Linked DNA regions of Hordeum vulgare: region 1 is linked to region 2. A link is a contact called in public Hi-C data. All regions are on one chromosome and are shown on one strand. The core of a region is the stretch at or near the end of the contact, and the rest is flanking DNA. Distances in the headings are between cores, read along the strand shown.

What was found. Hi-C and Micro-C count contacts between places; a contact is called where the count stands out from the background.
Region 1: a Hi-C map of leaf shows a contact between it and region 2, with 4 times the contacts expected there. The contact joins two enhancer-like sites. A contact is called at or near these places in 2 of 6 Hi-C or Micro-C datasets (leaf and seedling).

The regions. Positions count from the first base shown.
Region 1 is chr1H:43,293,948-43,297,772 of MorexV3_pseudomolecules_assembly, reverse strand. It overlaps LOC123412434 (jasmonate-induced oxygenase 4-like), which reads right to left. Exons shown (of 3, transcript XM_045105416.1): 3 at 1,674-2,098. The coding sequence ends at 1,841. LOC123412628 (dnaJ homolog subfamily B member 13-like) reads left to right here. Exons shown (of 3, transcript XM_045105603.1): 3 at 1-289. The coding sequence ends at 180. It also overlaps the pseudogene LOC123412535. Among protein-coding and RNA genes, the nearest start is that of LOC123412434, 5.7 kb to the right of the region's middle. Within about 2 kb of position 1,457, at least 1 of the 3 cell types and tissues checked has open chromatin away from gene starts, as enhancers often do. A contact at or near this core is called in leaf, where this site is marked.
Region 2 is chr1H:42,971,196-42,975,055 of MorexV3_pseudomolecules_assembly, reverse strand. No RefSeq gene overlaps it. Among protein-coding and RNA genes, the nearest start is that of LOC123406311, 280 kb to the right of the region's middle. Within about 2 kb of position 1,830, at least 2 of the 3 cell types and tissues checked have open chromatin away from gene starts, as enhancers often do. A contact at or near this core is called in leaf, where this site is marked.

The DNA of each region.
Region 1 (3,825 bases), core at 208-2,707, 320 kb before region 2:
TTAACTGTTCCCGTGAAGTCTGTCATCAGTCCCACCTACGAAGAAGTTGTTCAGGGCGAAGGGATGCCGATCACAAGGGAGCCGTCTAAGAAAGGGAACCTAAGGATCAAGTTTCAGATCAAGTTCCCCACCGCTCTAACAGCTGATCAGAAGGCTGGGGTCCAGCAACTTCTGTCTTAGCTGTTCCTACAATGTGAGTCCGCCTTCTTTTCCTTTGTTCGAGCAGTTGGAAATAGACCGGTGACATGGTTACAAAAATTGCTGAATGGACAATCGCTATTTCGTGCTAGTGTAAAGCGCATGCTTTCCGTACTGTTTCCACCTTGACTCTTGATTGGTAAAATGCTAACTGCTGACATGCTGGCAGCTGCTCACCTAGTAGTGGATCTGTCTTCCCTTTTAGATCGTCTGATGTTTCTGAAGCTAACAATTGTTGGGTATTATTCAGATTATTAGTTTTGGATTTGCAACGGGATGTGATAGTTCTCCTATCATACCCCAGTCTTCTTAGCCATTTTCTGAAAATTGACATATGTTTTCTTCCCCAAAGCTTCTGCCATGTTTCTTTGATATAGAATCAGGCACTAACCGACTCTTATCTCAGCCTATGTTCTGAGTGAAATGCTTAGAGTGACATATGGTCGACCCCTGAACCTGAGTCTTCAGTATTATGTTATCCCTATAAAACGGCAATTTATAGGAGATATAATACGAGGTTTGATCCAGTTTGGCATGATTCCTCGACTAGATTTCGCCGCCATTCTGCATGCACCACAATCTCTTTGGTCGCCATTTGATTTCCTGTTACTACATGAGTTTTGGTATATACTCCCTCTATAAACTAATATAAGAGCATTTAAAACACTACTTTATAGTAATCTAAATGCTCTTATATTAGTTTACAGAGGGAGTACATGCCGTTTCCAGCCGGCCATTTGATTTCCTGTTACCACATGAGTGTTGGTATATAAATATATACATGTTGTTTCCAGCGATTTCATGTTACTACATGAGTTTTGGTATATGAATATATACATGCTGTTTCCAGCGACAGACGAGGGCCACCGCAGCATCGGCGATCGTTGTCGGCGCCGGATTTTCCTTTTGTTTTGTATATCAGAGCACGTTGCAAGTTGCAACACATGGATGCCGCTATTCGAAAAAAACGGCAAATGGTGAAAGTTTCCGACGGTTGCTATCAGGCGGAGGTGTGGAACCACAAGATCTTCTCGTAAAGGTGGGAAATGGCCAATGGAAAACAGCAAGGCAACATGCGTTTAGACTTTCGTCTAGATGGATTATTGTTGTCGGGGAGGGGCATATTTTGCTTTCACACACAGGCTGCCAGACAAATCCTTTCTCTCATCCTAGCTCCGAAAAGCACACGTTTGGCCGAGCTGGGGCGCGCCGCCGGCCAAGGGAAAGAGGACGAAAGGGAAGGAGGAGGATGAGGAGGAGGAAGACGATGGCCGGCCTCTTGTTCGAAGGCCCGCTTGAGCTGTCAAAAAAAGAAACGCGATGGACGTACGTACGCGCATGTCGTTGGCACAAAACGCGACGAGCGAGCGATCGTTGTTGTTCACGTGCACGCACGCGGATCTCTGCGTTTCTGGGGATCTGATGGATGGATGGATGGATGGATTGATGGAAACTTCTTGGCAATCTGAGTCCAGTTCTCATATCGTTTCAGACCTTTTATTTCTCCTCTTCTTCTTTATTCAGAAGGAGAAAGTGCCACCGGCCTCTGCGTTACAGAAAGTGCCACAACGTCGCGTCCGTTCTAAATTAGTGGCCATTTTTATTAGAGCTCCACCATCATTGATAGATGCTGATTATATCATCATCTGTTGTCTGGTTTGGCCTTGAGCGACTCGACCTGGCTCTTGCCGCGGGGGCCCATGCGCCGGATGTAGAGGCGGTACTCGTCGAAGGTCATGGGCTTGTACAGCGCCGGCGCCTCCGCCGACACCAGCTCCGCCATGGGCGCCAGCGGCAGGTCGCTCCTCGGGTTGTAGAACATGGCCACCGACAGCCGCTCCGCGTCCGCGTTCACCGTCACCCGGTGCTCCACGCTCCGGTACGCCGCGTTCGTCAGCACCTGCGTTTGCGTAGCATATAATCACACGTTTTAAATCAATCAACCAACCAAAGAGCATAAATATATCACCGGATTTTTCAGCGAGATTACGGAAGAGATAAATACACTAGCGGTTATTAAAATTGAGGGCGAAGCACACTACCGTCATTGAACTTTAGAATACGCTCAATACAATCATTGAATACAAGTTGCGGTGATTATACGGTCTCTCGTTCATCGAAGAGCTCCGTAATTTGTCCCGCACGGCCGGCCCGCACAACGTCGCGTCCTTGCAGCTCCCCTCGTGCAGCAGCCGGAGCTCGATGCTGTCGCCGGCGTCCGCCAGCTTCGCCTTGTACACCGTGCAGTAGCTCGCCTTCTCCACCACATGTCCCGTCGCGTTCAGAACCTCCTCCAGCGTGAGGTGTTCCTCGCCCTGGAACACCACCAGCTTCCCCTCGCTGCCTTCCTCCATCTCCACCCCCTCCTCCGCCGCGCGCCTCACCCTATTCCGCCTCCACCTCCCCTGCGCCCAGCTGATGCACACCGACGCAAGCACGACGGCGTCGGCCATCAGCCCGATGACCATCCATGCGACGCTGTCGGAGCTGAATCCAGAAGGGGAGACGCACAACTGCTGCAATGGCAGGCCGCAGAGCGCGGAATTGTTTCCGAGGAACGATTCAGCGGTCAAGCTCAAGGCCGCAAGGCCCAGAGGCAGCTGGCCGGAGAGATTGTTGTACGAAAGGTTGAGCATCTGGAGGCCTCTCATCGCGGCGAGGGACTCCGGTATGGGTCTCTCGAGGCATTTGCCGCCGAGGTTGAGGCGCTGGAGGCCACGGAAGCCCGTGAGGAACACCGGGAAATCGCCGGAGAAGCGGTTGGCGTCGAGGTCAAGAATCCGGAGACGGTCACACGTATCGTTGGGCCCCGCCGGCGCAGGTATCGCTCCCGTGAGAGCGTTGCCGTGGAGGCGGAGCTCGGCGAGGCGGTCGCAGAGCTTCCGTATGGAGGGCGGGAGCGCGCCGGAGAGGGCGTTGCCGGCGAGGTCGAGCTCGGACAGAGCGGGCGCGTTGCCGAGCTCGAGCGGGATGGCGCCGGAGAGCGAGTTGGCGGCGAGCTAGAATAATGGAGGGCCGGGAAGGCACCGAGCTTAGGCGGGAGGCGGCCGGCGAGCACGGCCGCGGGGAGGCGGATGGAGGTTAGAAGCAGGGAGGCCTTTGTGCTTGTGTTGAACACAGGAGGAAGAGGGGCGGGAGTGAAGATGACGGGTGGGCCCTACGCTCTTGGACTAATTTATTTTTCTTATTTTATCTCTTATATTGAATGACATGTGTGACCAGAAGATTATTTTAATCTACGGAGCTCTATGAAGAACCAGTGACCATATAATCACCGTAACTCGTATTTAATGACCGTATTATGAAGTCTAGTAACCATACTGTGTTTTATCCTTAACTTAAGTGATTGCTAGTGTATTTATCTCATTACGGAAAGGGGTCGTCTGATTTTCAAAGCTTTGAAGACGGGGGTTAAGGCCCGTACGTGTGCCGGCCTGGCGACGGAACGGTAATAAAACGGCGTGGTCCTTGCAACGGGCTGTACTGTTGGTTGGGCCAGCGGGTAACGGGCAGCGGCATGTGACAAACGTGCACTTCTTTCCGCTGACGGAGATGAGCTGAGGACGGCAGATGGGCGGTGGCTGCACGCAGATTGCAGGCGCGGCAGGATCCTCGGACAGCTAGCGA
Region 2 (3,860 bases), core at 581-3,080:
TCCCGTTATCAAGTGACAACACTTGCCTATGGCCAGGAAACCTTGACCATCTTTGATCAACGAGCTAGTCAACTAGAGGCTTACTAGGGACAGTGTTTTGTCTATGTATCCACACAAGTATTGTGTTTCCAATCAATACAGTTATAGCATGGATAATAAACGATTATCATGAACTAAGAAATATAATAATAACTAAGTTATTATTGCCTCTAGGGCATATTTCCAACACATACCTCCACGGTTATTCCTCTAGATCGCGTTTCTGCGGAGCTCAGGCGGAGCCCTGCTGAGACAAGATCATCACCAACCTCCGGAGCGCCGTCACGCTGTCGGAGAACTCTTCTACCTCTCTGTCTCTCTTGCTGGATCAAGAAGGCCGAGATCATCGTCGAGTTGTACGTGTGCTGAACGCGGAGGTGCCGTCCGTTCGGCACTAGATCGTGGGACTGATCGCGGGACGGTTCGCGGGGCGGATCGAGGGACGTGAGGACGTTCCACTACATCAACCGCGTTCACTAACGCTTCTGCTGTACGGTCTACAAGGGTACGTAGATCACACATCCCCTCTCGTAGATGGACATCACCATGATAGGTCTTCGTGCGCGTAGGAAAATTTTTGTTTCCCATGCGACGTTCCCCAACATATATAGTGAGTCTTTGGTGGCCATTTTCAAGCATCTACACCCGGACCCCTCAAAACCGTCACAAACGATAGGGCAATCCGTACGATCACTGACCGGTCACAAAAAGTTGATCCAGTCGGACCATTCATATCCATCTCAAACGTTTGGACTGACCGGCACCCCGCATATCCATCTCAAATATGAGGACGATATGAGGGCTCGCGGACGTAACCGGCCACGCTCGGTCAGTCCGTCACGTAGGACGTGGTTCCACCTTGGATCATCTTTTCTCTTTCTTTATTCATTATTTTCTTCCTCTCTCTTCTTCTCACCAATCGCGTGCAAGTGATCGGACATATAAAGAAAAATATAAGAGGTTCGGCTACGCGGATGAAAAAATAAGGATTCACAACGAACATACCCGGTCATTGATCGGTTATGTCCACGAACGTTTGAGGGACCGGATTGATAAATTCCGACCGTAGATGCTCTTATCTAACAGTCAAGTGATGGTCCCTTCGTGTCCCTACGTGGCCGATTTAGGTGTGTCTTGACGTTTTTACAAAAGTTAAGCCATATCTAGTCCTTCAAAAAATGAGATCTAACTCTTTCCCTACCGTCGAGGTATATGACGGTAGAGTAAACCGAAGCAATATGGATGCATGTTCTACAGTAAAGAAAAATTATAAGTATCAAATACATTGTTTGTATGCATCTACTGTGGGGCACCTCAATGATAGTGTTGCGCATGCTACCGTCAACCTGTTTATCGGTAGGGTTGCATTACACTGACATGTATAGATTGCCTACCGATAAGGACATCAACTTAGGCTGGTTTATCCTACCACCATCGATCTCGACGGTAAGAAAAGGCAGATTCCGAAAAAAATAAAAGCAGGATCTGATTCTGCTTATAACTTTTCAAAAAGGATAAAAACACCAAAATCGGCTTCCCCTAGATTCAAAAGGAGTAGCAGCGAAGATAGCACACCTGCCCCATATGCATTGATCAGTCCATGTCACACGTCGATCGACGGTGGCAAAAGCACAAAATCGACGGTCGGAAAACTGAGATTCACCGATCTGCACCTGAGGAGTCTAGCTAGCTAGCTAGTAGCAACCAAAAGACCGTAGAGTTTGGTAACCTTTGTTCTGTTGCTGCAGATAGACATGTGCGCAAAAAGGAAAAGGAAAAAAAGGTGTTTCTTCCGTCTGCGTCCGGCCTCGCATCTTTGAACTTTCCACGATCGAGGCCGAGCGCCCCACGGGCTAGTTTTGCACAGGAGAATCCCTGATCTTGTCGCAAAAGTGGTCTGGTACATGTCGCTGAATTTTCTCCGCCTTGCCGTAGATGGAAATCGACACATCTCCGTGCACGGACGGACGGTGAGGCTGCCGTTTGAGGCGCCGTCTTTACTGCCCCGTCCGGTTGTTGTGTGGGTCTGTTGCGCTGCTGCTGTGGCCCGGTTGCTGATCGACGGTAGAGACGTTCGCTGGCTTTCTGGCGGATGAGTCATTGGCGTGTGACAGTTTTCAGGCCCGAGTTAAATTTGCCTTTCTCGTGTAGAGTATTCTCGCGCTCAATTTCAGGCATGTGTGACGGCCGGCTGTCATCATCGGATGACGACCGGCGACTTTGCTTCGCTTTACTTTGTGAATGATGAGGTCGGTGTCATATTTGCGTGTCCATGCGTGGATGTTCTTTCTAGAAGAAACTACAACCTAGTCGTAATCGATTCTGATAGTGCAAAGAACACCAGAGTTAACAACAATTGCAATCGAGTTCATTGACCAAGTAGCGACAATTACAAGTTCCATAGCAAGGAGAAGGCGCACCGTTGTCATCGTCTATTCCTCATCGGTGTTCGGCAAAATATTTCTGACATCATCGTCCATTCCCGACATCTCACTGATGACGGTGTTGTGAAGATCCTTGTGCCCCAGTTTTTTTGAAAAGACCATCATGGCTAGCTTTATTAAATTCAAACAATAGTTACATCGTTCACCAATTGACTAACTAAGAACTCAGGAGGTTCGTTAGTCCAACTGTCATCATGTTTATTAAAAAAACAAAATTTTGCTAGCTCATGAGCAACTTAATTTGCTTCACGAAAATAATGAGAAAAGATGACATTTCCTATCGACGTAGACAAATCTATGCACTCGGCGAAGACCGCTGCAGCTGCATCCCACCATTGATCTTGTCCTCGACAGCAACTGATGACGCTCAACGAGTCTGATTCCGCTTCTACTCTGTTGAAACCCAAGGAGTTTGCTAGAAATATCCATCTCGCATTGCCATTGCTTCAATAGTCACAACAACTGCTGTCAATGGTATAAATTTACAAAACCTTGCAATGAAATTTCCTCTCTCATCTCGCAGTACACCTGCAACAGAACATGCCCCCTCATCCGCATGGAATGAGGCATTAACATTGAGCTTTATAAATCTTGACTCCGGTCTCTTCCACCTATGCTCCAACGGTGCTCTTTTCTGCATCACAGAATTTGTATAATTTTTCACTATTGCCAGGATAGATGTATGCCACCTGAAGTTAGGAGGAACAGAGTCATGATCAGTGTGTCAACGACGCAGCCACCAGAGATACCTTGTGCCCCAGTTGGTTCCGTCCCTGGTGGCATCTTCATTGGTTCTCCGTTGGTGTCTTGGATCAGGATTGAATTGTGATTTAAGTTTGTCGTTTGGGGTGTTTTTAATAATATGTAGGGTCAGGTTTGTAGTTTTCAATTTTTATTGTGTCCTTGCGGGATGGGTGAATGTACTATTTCTGGATAAATCTAGTGCAATGTGGATCCTTTTGAACCCCTTTCCCAAAAGAAATTACGCACAAATTTCATTGAATTTCACAGGTTGGAGAGAAAGAGTACACATGGAGGGTTTGACCTGTCATTACAATCGTATTTTTGGGCCTCAAGATGTAACCAAAATGTTGGTTTAGTTCTGGGTACGCGGCAGTTTGCATTGCATCCACCGCAAATATATTTATCGCTTTATACACGTCAATACATATTACTTGATAAAATAATATGTAATTGAATGATAAAAAGGACAGTGGTATCTCCATTCTATTAGGATTTAAATCCGGACGCTAGCATTATTATTTATTTTAGCATTTTTTATGATACACGTTCAGTGCGATGAAACGTTTCCGTCCAGTATGAGCATGTGGTCACTTCGTTAATTTTAAGGTGATATGTGGCTTCATAGAGATAGAT